Linked DNA regions of Rattus norvegicus: region 1 is linked to region 2. Evidence: chromatin contacts called from public Hi-C data. All regions are on one chromosome and are shown on one strand. Each heading gives the region's core, a stretch centred on a gene start, on an enhancer-like site or on the middle of the called end of the contact. The rest is flanking DNA. Distances are from core to core; before and after follow the strand shown. Region 1 holds the start of Rnaseh2c (ribonuclease H2, subunit C). Region 2 holds the start of Sart1 (spliceosome associated factor 1, recruiter of U4/U6.U5 tri-snRNP).

Region 1 (4,185 bases), core at 1,274-3,773, 200 kb before region 2:
GCCTGGCTCTGAGGAGGCCCTTTCCTATTATGTCTTTAAGCACCCAGCCCATTCTGCTGAGAGCAGCTGACATGCCCAGGATCACAGCTAGTTAAACTGGTGACACTGAAAAGGTCCCCATGGCCTCAAACCACAAAGGGCTCCCTCACTACCACCATACACCCAGACACAGGCTGGCAGGGCAGTGGAGAACATAGCACTCCATCCATCAGCTTCCACTGGCTGACAAGTACCCAGTCATAGCTGCTGTTCTAGCTGCCTTTGGCTGGCTCCCCTACACAGCCAGCAGGGAAGCTGCTGATCCATCAACAAGAGTAAGTGTGAGACAGGCACCCAGGCAGCCCAGCTCCACAGTCCCTCTTACATGCTGCTGTGTACACACCACTTACTCCTCCTCTTGTGCTCCATTCGTTGCTTTAGGCTATGAACTCTCGAAAGTAGAAGGGAAGACAGGAACTCCTGAGAAACCCCTGTCAGATCTTGGCCTTCTATCCTACCGAAGTTACTGGTCCCAAACCATCTTGGAGATCCTGATGGGGCTGAAGTCGGAGAGTGGGGAGAGACCACAGATCACCATCAAGTGAGCCCAAATGTCCACCTGGGGGTTTGTGGTATGGCCTGTCTGTCCCTGGGGTTTCTGGGGACAGATGAATACCCTCGGGGACTTAACTTTCACCCTCCCCCTCCCCAGTGAGATCAGTGAAATCACTAGTATCAAGAAAGAAGATGTCATTTCCACACTGCAGTATCTCAATCTCATCAATTACTACAAGGTCAGGAGGCGTGCTTAGGGGATAGGTGAGGGGTACCAGGATGCAGGCTCTGCGACTGACCATGAGCTGGGTCTGTCTTTTGCTCAGGGCCAGTATATCCTCACTCTGTCAGAAGACATCGTGGATGGGCATGAGCGGGCTATGCTCAAGCGGCTCCTTCGAATTGACTCCAAGTGTCTGCACTTCACTCCCAAAGACTGGAGCAAGAGAGGAAAGTGGTGACACACACACTCTCACTGCAACACCGCGAAAGCCAGCTGAACACGGCTGTCATCCTGTCGTATCCCATTCGAGCTTCGAAGAGTCATGCAAAGGGAGACAGGCCAAAGGACAGACCCAAAAGAAGAAGAGGCCTAGGAGGGGCCAACTAGTGGCCAGTACCAAAGCGAGCTCAGGTCTAGGCCGACTCCAAGGATAGCTGGCTTGTTGGCTCAGGTCCGCTCTGAACACAGGGACCAGGGGGACCCAGGCAGCTGTGTACACTAAGGCGGGTGGGGAGCATCTGTACAGGACTGGTGACTGTAAAAATTTCTTTTGTAAAGGAGGAGCTGGAGGGTGGGGTGGGCGCTGGTTGCAAAGTTCTGGCCCTCCCTGCCCCCAGAAATAAATTGTTTTTATAGGCAGAGCGATCAGGAGTTCTTGCCAGACTGGGTGCCATGCAATGCCAGCTTCAGGGTGGTAAGGTGCCCACAGACTCAGGTGTTGTGAAGATCTCATTTATTGGGATAGAAACAGTGGCTCCAAAGTGGTGTGAAGGGCTCTGTGACTTTCATTTTCATGCTCTGGCTCTCAGTCCTCTGGCACCTGTGCGTGAATCTGCAACAGGAGTCACTTCTGCTTTGTGATTTATAATACACAGCAGTTGGGTGGGAACCCAGCTGCTCAGGGTGACAGCCCCTTCTAAGAGAAAAGTGGGGAATGCCTCCCACCAGTCCCTAGTCTGGACCTCTGGAGCCATGATCCCTGTGGTGCTTATTTGCCCCTAGAACCCCAAATACTAGAGACACGATTCAAAGCTAGTGCTAAGTGCGACCAAGCCTGAGGGGAAAAGAGCCCTTGAGTATACGTACCGCTGCAGCAAGGCTGGGCCAACCTAGGGCCCTATGCACTTTGGCATCTGGACCAGGGACCGTTTCCAGACCCCACAAGGTGAAGTGACTGAAGCTGCCGGTGGCTCCGATAAAGCGGTCCTGGAAAAAGCTGGGTTCAGAATAGGGACGGCAGCTATTGCCCTCACCCCAAACCTACCATCTCCCTCTGCTCACAAAGTCCCGCTCCAGCGGCTCCTGTGCCTCGTCCGCTTTGTCCTCCGCGTCCCCTGAGAAGTTCAGCTTCCCTATCAGCCCCTCTCCCATCTCTTCTGTCACCATCACGAATCCCGCAAACCCTGGCGGGACAGCTACATCTTCGCCCCGCAGGCCACGACCGCGAAACGACACCTGCAGTCCTGCAGGAGGGACATGCAAAGCCATAAGACTGGGCCTGGCCCCCGGAGAATGAATCGGCGGCCTCTCCCGCGGACCACGAAGCCCGAGAGCCACGGGGCCTGCCCGGACTCACCGTCTGCACCGTGGCGGACGGCGGGCGTGAAGAAGCGTTCAACCGGGGCGGGCCGGCTGACCAGAACGTCACATGGCAGGAGGTGCAGCTTAGCTGGTGCGGCGCCACGCAGTGAGCCAGGGCGCAGGTGAATACGCTGTTTATCGTCCCCAGCTTCCTCCGGGTTCTTCATCTCGGATGCTTGTAGGTTCAGGCAAAAGCTGGCGGGTGAGACGCGCAGGGCCTGTCGGGAGACCGAGCACACTAGATGCAGAGCCCTATGGGAATCGTAGTCTTTTTCTCTGGCTGCTCTCTGTAAGGATACTTCTGCCTGTGATGAAGTCTTTATAAGTGTGATCTCATCTTTGTATCTCTACTTCCCCGGTCCTGGGGTTTAGCTTACGCCACCATACCTCCCAGTTCTTATGGATCTTGTCGTTTGAAAACAAAACAAACAACAACAACAACAACAACAACAACAACAACAACAAAAACTAAACGGACTGCTAGAAGAGTCCTATTTATAAAGGTTGCCTGATAAACTATTTTTGATGATGATGCGGATTGGATTCAACGTATTGCGCATATTAAGTGCGTGCTCTAGAACTACCATCCTGTAGGGGAGAAGAACCAAAAAAGGAACACCCAGCCCCTAACTTCTAAGACCAGTGCAAGAGTTACAGCTCTGGGGAGAAAGGATCCTGGCAGTTGGGAACCAAAAAATACCACAAAGTCATACTACACAACAAACCTCACACAGGAGAGTTATTGGGAAAGACATGGGAGGGAGGGTGGCTATCTCTGCTCAGAGGAGAAGCAGCAAAGAACTGAGCAGGAGGCAGGCTTTATGTACGGTTTTTGGAGGTGGGGCAGAACTATCCCAAGTGGTCTGAGAATGAGGGATTTTGTGACCTGATATTCGGGCAAGCTCAGGGATTGCGGCTTGATCTTGGATGGGTTTTGTTGTTTTGGTTTTCAATCTGTAAGGCATAGTCTGGCTACTTTCCAGTGGTGCTGGACATAATGACAAGAGAAGTCTTGGGGGCAGGGCCTAGCTGCTCAAAACTCAAGGGAAACACCCTGCCCCTGGCCTGTCTCCATGCTCTAAGACTTGGAAATCCCAGCCCCTTTGACAGCAAACAATGTTTCAAAGTTTGTCTTCAAGCAGTACTTCTAGCTGGGTTGTATTTTTTTCACTAGCACACTGCACATGCTCTACACCAGCTCACACTGCACATGCTCTACACCAGCTCACACTGCACATGCTCTACACCAGCTCACACTGAACATGCTCTACACCAGCTCACACTGCACATGCTCTACACCAGCTCACACTGCACATTCTCCACCAGCTCACACTGCACATACTCCACCAGCTCACACTGCACATGCCCCACCAGCTCACACTGCACATGCTCCACACCAGCTCACACTACACATGCTCCACCAGCTCACACTGCACATGCTCCACCAGCTCACTGCACATGTTTTTAAAACCCTATAAAAGCCTTCCCACTGCCCAGCCCTCTAATGTCTCTCTTCCTGTTCAGAGGTAGCGGTTATGCTGTGTTATTCCCCAGCAAACCTCTTGTGTGAAGTTTGTTGTGTGGTGTGACTTTATGATATTCCTTGGTTCCTGATAGCCAAGATATAATTGTGCTAAAAAACTGCTTGTTTTTGTGGCTCAGATAGGCCTATGCCTGTCTCCCTCTCAAGGTCAGAGCCCCACTGGGACCCTATCTCCAGTCTACCTATAACAGATTCACCTTCTGCTTTACCAATCACTTGGCATCTCATCCAACAGTGGCAATTCAGTAAGTTCTCCCTTTGGTCCGAGTAAATGCTTCCCTGAGTCTGAGGAAATGATTGTTGG
Region 2 (4,212 bases), core at 1,580-4,079:
TAAGGCTCTGCAGGCCACACGCTCCATAGCATCCTCAAAGGGCAGTAGCCGGAGATAAGGGAGGTTTACAAATGGAGAGGCTGTGGAAGCAGGAGGTCAAAAGGCAGGAGGACAGGCTCCCTCCTTTGGCTGTGGTCAGAAGGTGGGCAAGCCCTGGATGCACAGCCTAACCTGGGACAGGTGGCTCAATCCTGCAACCTAGGGAAAGTCCCCACCACCTTTTTGGGCCAGCGGTAAAATGGGGCAAATAACCCCCACCCTGGTAATCCCACCCAAGAAATACAGAGCTGGACTGGGAATATACTGGCTTTGTAAGTGTCAGGGGAAACTTTTAAGTTAATAAGCTTCAAGGAAGACCAGGAGGCTCCAGCCTGGGGAGTGTCTATGTTCGGCTGCCCAGAGGCCTGTCTTGTCTCCTTCACAGGCGCAAGGAGCGACAGCGTTTTGCCGAGTACCAAGCAGAGCTCCAGGGCATCCAGCATAGAGTGCAGGCCCGGCCCTTCCTGTTCCAGCAGGCCATGCAGGTGAGGGCACAATACAGGCCCACCACCACCACCAAAGAGCTGCTTCCACAAGTGTGTATCGAAACAAAGGTGGAGTGGGGTCCTATCTGTCCCCCCAGAAGGCCTGGGACCCCTTCTTAATAATCTGAGCCCCACAGTGACCCCGGCAGCCTTGGTGAAGGGTAGGAACCCTTTTTTTCTCCCATCAGACCAATGCCAGGCTCACAGCAAACCGGCGCTTCTCCCAGGTGCTGTCAGCATTGGGAGTGGATGAGGAACAGCTGCTGGCTGAGGCAGGCAATGCAGAGGGCATCCCCCGGAAACACAGGTGAGATGGGACAAGGTACCCTTCCAGTTCTCCATGTCACTCAGGAAGGTGAGCCAGGGCTACTGTCCCCACCTTCCAATGAGACCAGAGTAGGACCTTACTTGACACAGGAGTAAGCAGTAAAGCTAGTCCTGGACTCTGAGCAATCACCCTTGCGCCAGCAGCTGGTGTCGTTCTGTCACCTTTCAGGGTGTCCCTTACCCCTTAGGGTAAGTAATCTGGTACAGAGCAGGGACTGTAAGATTCACTTCACAGTAAAACAACCAACCAACCCCCAAACCACTGAGACTGCAGGACGGGGTGTCCCTCTCCAGTGTCACACAGCAACCAAGCATAGGACTTAGATTTAGACCCACAGGGTAGAAGTTTGCACTGGGCATGGAATAGGGTGCTGTGGAGACCATTGGCCTCCATCTGTGTCTTTAAGGAGCTACCGGTCATTTGGAGTAGAAATGGAGTCCTCTCCTCAGAGTCCCCCAAAGACAGAGCCAACCAGCAGCCAGCCTGGAAGACACCCTTCCCCAACCCTGGACTGAGAGAAAAATTAAATGCTTTATGGCCAAGTACAGAGTAAGATTTCTGAGGCGAGCTGGCTGTGGGCTGAGTTGTTTGAGCTGTTTACCCCATACTCTGGAAACCCAGGCTACACCTTATCCTCAGCAAACATGCGGTTTCTGCTTCTGAGGAGTGGGACACCTGAAAGGAATCCGCCGAGACTTTCCCATGTTTTCTCCAACACACGGGGGGGGGGGGGGGGGGTAGACACACACCTAGAAATCTTAGAACAGGACATTGCTTCTGAACAGTCTTGGAGCGGAACTTTAAAGGAGCCCATCCCCCACACCAAAACACACCAGAGATATGCTACACAGGAAGCCCAGAGTAGCAACGACTATCAGAAGTGTCTGAACCCTTACCCTAAAACATCCTCTCCTTAAGACCCAAACCAAACAAGCAATCAAACAGAAACCCTAAAAAAGGCTGGAAAAGCATTGTGGCTTATGCCTGTAATCCCAGCCTGGGCTACATAGTTAATGGGCCAGTCTGAAAGGAAAAAAAAAGAGAGGTAAAACATCCGTGCATGCACAAATGTGCCGAATTTGCTCTCTAGCCTAGAGTAGCCATGCACGCCTGAAATTCTAGCACATGGCAGGCTGACAGAGGGGCTATGGAGGGTTTGAGGCCAGCCAGGGCTAACTAACAAGTACTAGGTCAACCAGGGATATATAGAATTACCTTTAAAAAAGATAACTAGAAACAATAATAATAAACCAGCATTCAATATCACCGTGTTTATAGGCACAAATTCATGGAGCATTCCTTAGTACTACAGAGCCCAGTTAAAAAGGCCCAATCCAGGGGCTGGGGATTTAGCTCAGTGGTAGAGCGCTTACCTAGGAAGCGCAAGGCCCTGGGTTCGGTCCCCAGCTCCGAAAAAAAAAAAAAAAAAAAAAAAAAAAAAAAAAAAAAAAGAAAAAGGCCCAATCCACCAGTCCAGGGGACACGGGATGACGGTAGTGTTCGCTGGCAATTCTGCCTTAAAGGGGTTGCAAGGCTTGGCCTTTGGAGCTGGCATCTCGAGCAAGAAGAAAACAAAGTATTTTCCAACACCGGATGGAGCCCCGGCCCGGGGAGCCTACTAGGAAAATCACTGGAGAGGGGGCTGCCCACGGAGAGACTTGAGGTACAGAGCACCACGAGGCTATCAGTGTGGAGAAAGAGGCAGGGAAAGCTTCTAGCTCCGGAGATGGTGGAATAGTAACATTCCAAGGTTCTTACAACTCTACTTACAAGACTACTGTCTAACCCGTGCGAGAATCTTGATTTCGCAGTCTCTACAGGCGCGCGTGCCCAGAGATCAGTACCTGGCAGGTGGGAACGCGCACTCTCAATCGGTCCCTCCCATGAGCCTTTGGAGGTTCCCAGGCAGGCCCCGGAAACAGCCCCTCTTAGTTTCCGGCAACAGGAAGGGGGCGGTCGCGCGACCCGGAAGTGTTCCCATTTTGCGTCGTCTGGGTTCGGGTGGCGGCCCGGCTCCAGGCGGACGCACTAATCATGGGGTCGTCAAAGAAGCACCGTGGAGAGAAGGAGGCAGCCGGGACTACGGCTGCGGCCGGTACCGGGGGCACTACCGAGCAGCCGCCACGGCATCGAGAGCACAAGAAACACAAGCATCGGAGCAGCGGCGGCGGCAGCAGCGGCGGCGAACGACGGAAGCGGAGCCGCGAGCGTGGGGCCGAGCGCGGGAGCGGGAGGCGCGGGGCCGAAGCCGAGGCCCGCAGCGGCGCGCATGGTCGTGAACGAAGCCAAGCGGAACCCTCGGAGCGGCGCGTGAAGCGGGAGAAACGCGATGAAGGCTATGAGGCCGGTGAGGGAGGGGCGGAGCCGGGGGCGGGGCAGGATCTTGGGGTGCGCGCAGGATGGAGGGTGCAGTATGACCTCGAGGGCTTATGTCTCTCGTGTTAAAAGACTTTCTCCGGGTGTTTGGGATTAAACATAGACTTTTCCACCTTTAGCTTCAAGAAAACAGTCTTCTTTTCCCCTGTCCTTCTGGCATTTCACAGTAATGCATCCTGTGGATGAATGAGGTGGAACGAGCATGCACAGACGAATGGTGTTGGGTTCATTGCAGAGACATGAAGCAGTAAGATAGGCTGTGTCTGAACACCAATGGACTGTGCTGTAAGCTCTGTTGAGAAATTTGGGCTTTGTTATGAGGAAGGGTAGTAGGGAGCCAAGGATTTGAGTAAGGAAGTGACTTGATTTGCTTGATATTTTATGAAGATGAGTGGGCTGAGAGTTTGTAAAAAGTAGGGCCAGAGATGAGGAAGGAGGTCTAATCAAACAGGTAAGGGCTAATAGTATGCATGTTTCTCCATGCAGTAGGGTGGAGAGTAGTGGACAGGTTGAGTAGGTATTTAGGAAGTTGGAACTAACAATTTTAGTGTCTGGACTGAGGATGTGACGGATGAGAAGTAGAGAAAGTTCCTTTTGAGTTTCTGCCTGAGTGGCCTGGTGAATGGTGGTGTTATCTCTTGGCACTGAGTTTGGAAGAGAAGCAGATTTGAGGCAGGGGAGAATGACACAGGTTTTGGGAGAACTCTGTGGTTGATGTGTATGGGAAACCTGACAGTTTAAGTAGGATAGAGTGACTTTGGGCTGGTGCGTATTCAGGAAACCAAAGAAGTGCCTTAGAACACGTGGAATGAGAACTAGGGTCAGGAATAGAACCTGATAAATTCCAGAAGCTCGATTGTGAACAGAGGAACATGTTGAGGAACATAAGTAATAGCCAGTGGCAGGAAACCCACAGTCGGATCATAGATCTATGCAAAGCGATGACTGCTGAACAGTGTCACACACAGTAGGACATTAAGCAAA

What was found. A called contact is a pair of places that touch in the nucleus more often than the background predicts.
Region 1: a Hi-C map of Schwann cells shows a contact between it and region 2, with 3 times the contacts expected there. The contact joins the promoter of Rnaseh2c here to the promoter of Sart1 in region 2. A contact is called at or near these places in 2 of 12 Hi-C or Micro-C datasets (Schwann cells and mammary epithelial cells).

What each region holds. Positions count from the first base shown.
Region 1 is chr1:212,322,300-212,326,484 of GRCr8, reverse strand. Rnaseh2c (ribonuclease H2, subunit C) reads right to left here and starts at 2,523. Exons shown (of 4, transcript NM_001401703.1): 1 at 2,334-2,523; 2 at 2,039-2,220; 3 at 1,844-1,963; 4 at 1,474-1,589. The coding sequence starts at 2,505. The coding sequence ends at 1,563. Kat5 (lysine acetyltransferase 5) reads left to right here. Exons shown (of 14, transcript NM_001005872.1): 12 at 421-580; 13 at 692-773; 14 at 861-1,396. The coding sequence ends at 995.
Region 2 is chr1:212,127,103-212,131,314 of GRCr8, reverse strand. It overlaps Sart1 (spliceosome associated factor 1, recruiter of U4/U6.U5 tri-snRNP), which reads left to right and starts at 2,829. Exons shown (of 19, transcript NM_031596.1): 1 at 2,829-3,199. The coding sequence starts at 2,887. LOC134483957 (a long non-coding RNA gene) reads right to left here and starts at 2,752. Exons shown (of 2, transcript XR_010061178.1): 1 at 2,623-2,752. It overlaps Tsga10ip (testis specific 10 interacting protein), which reads left to right. Exons shown (of 8, transcript NM_001270737.1): 6 at 425-524; 7 at 713-831; 8 at 1,259-1,394. The coding sequence ends at 1,367.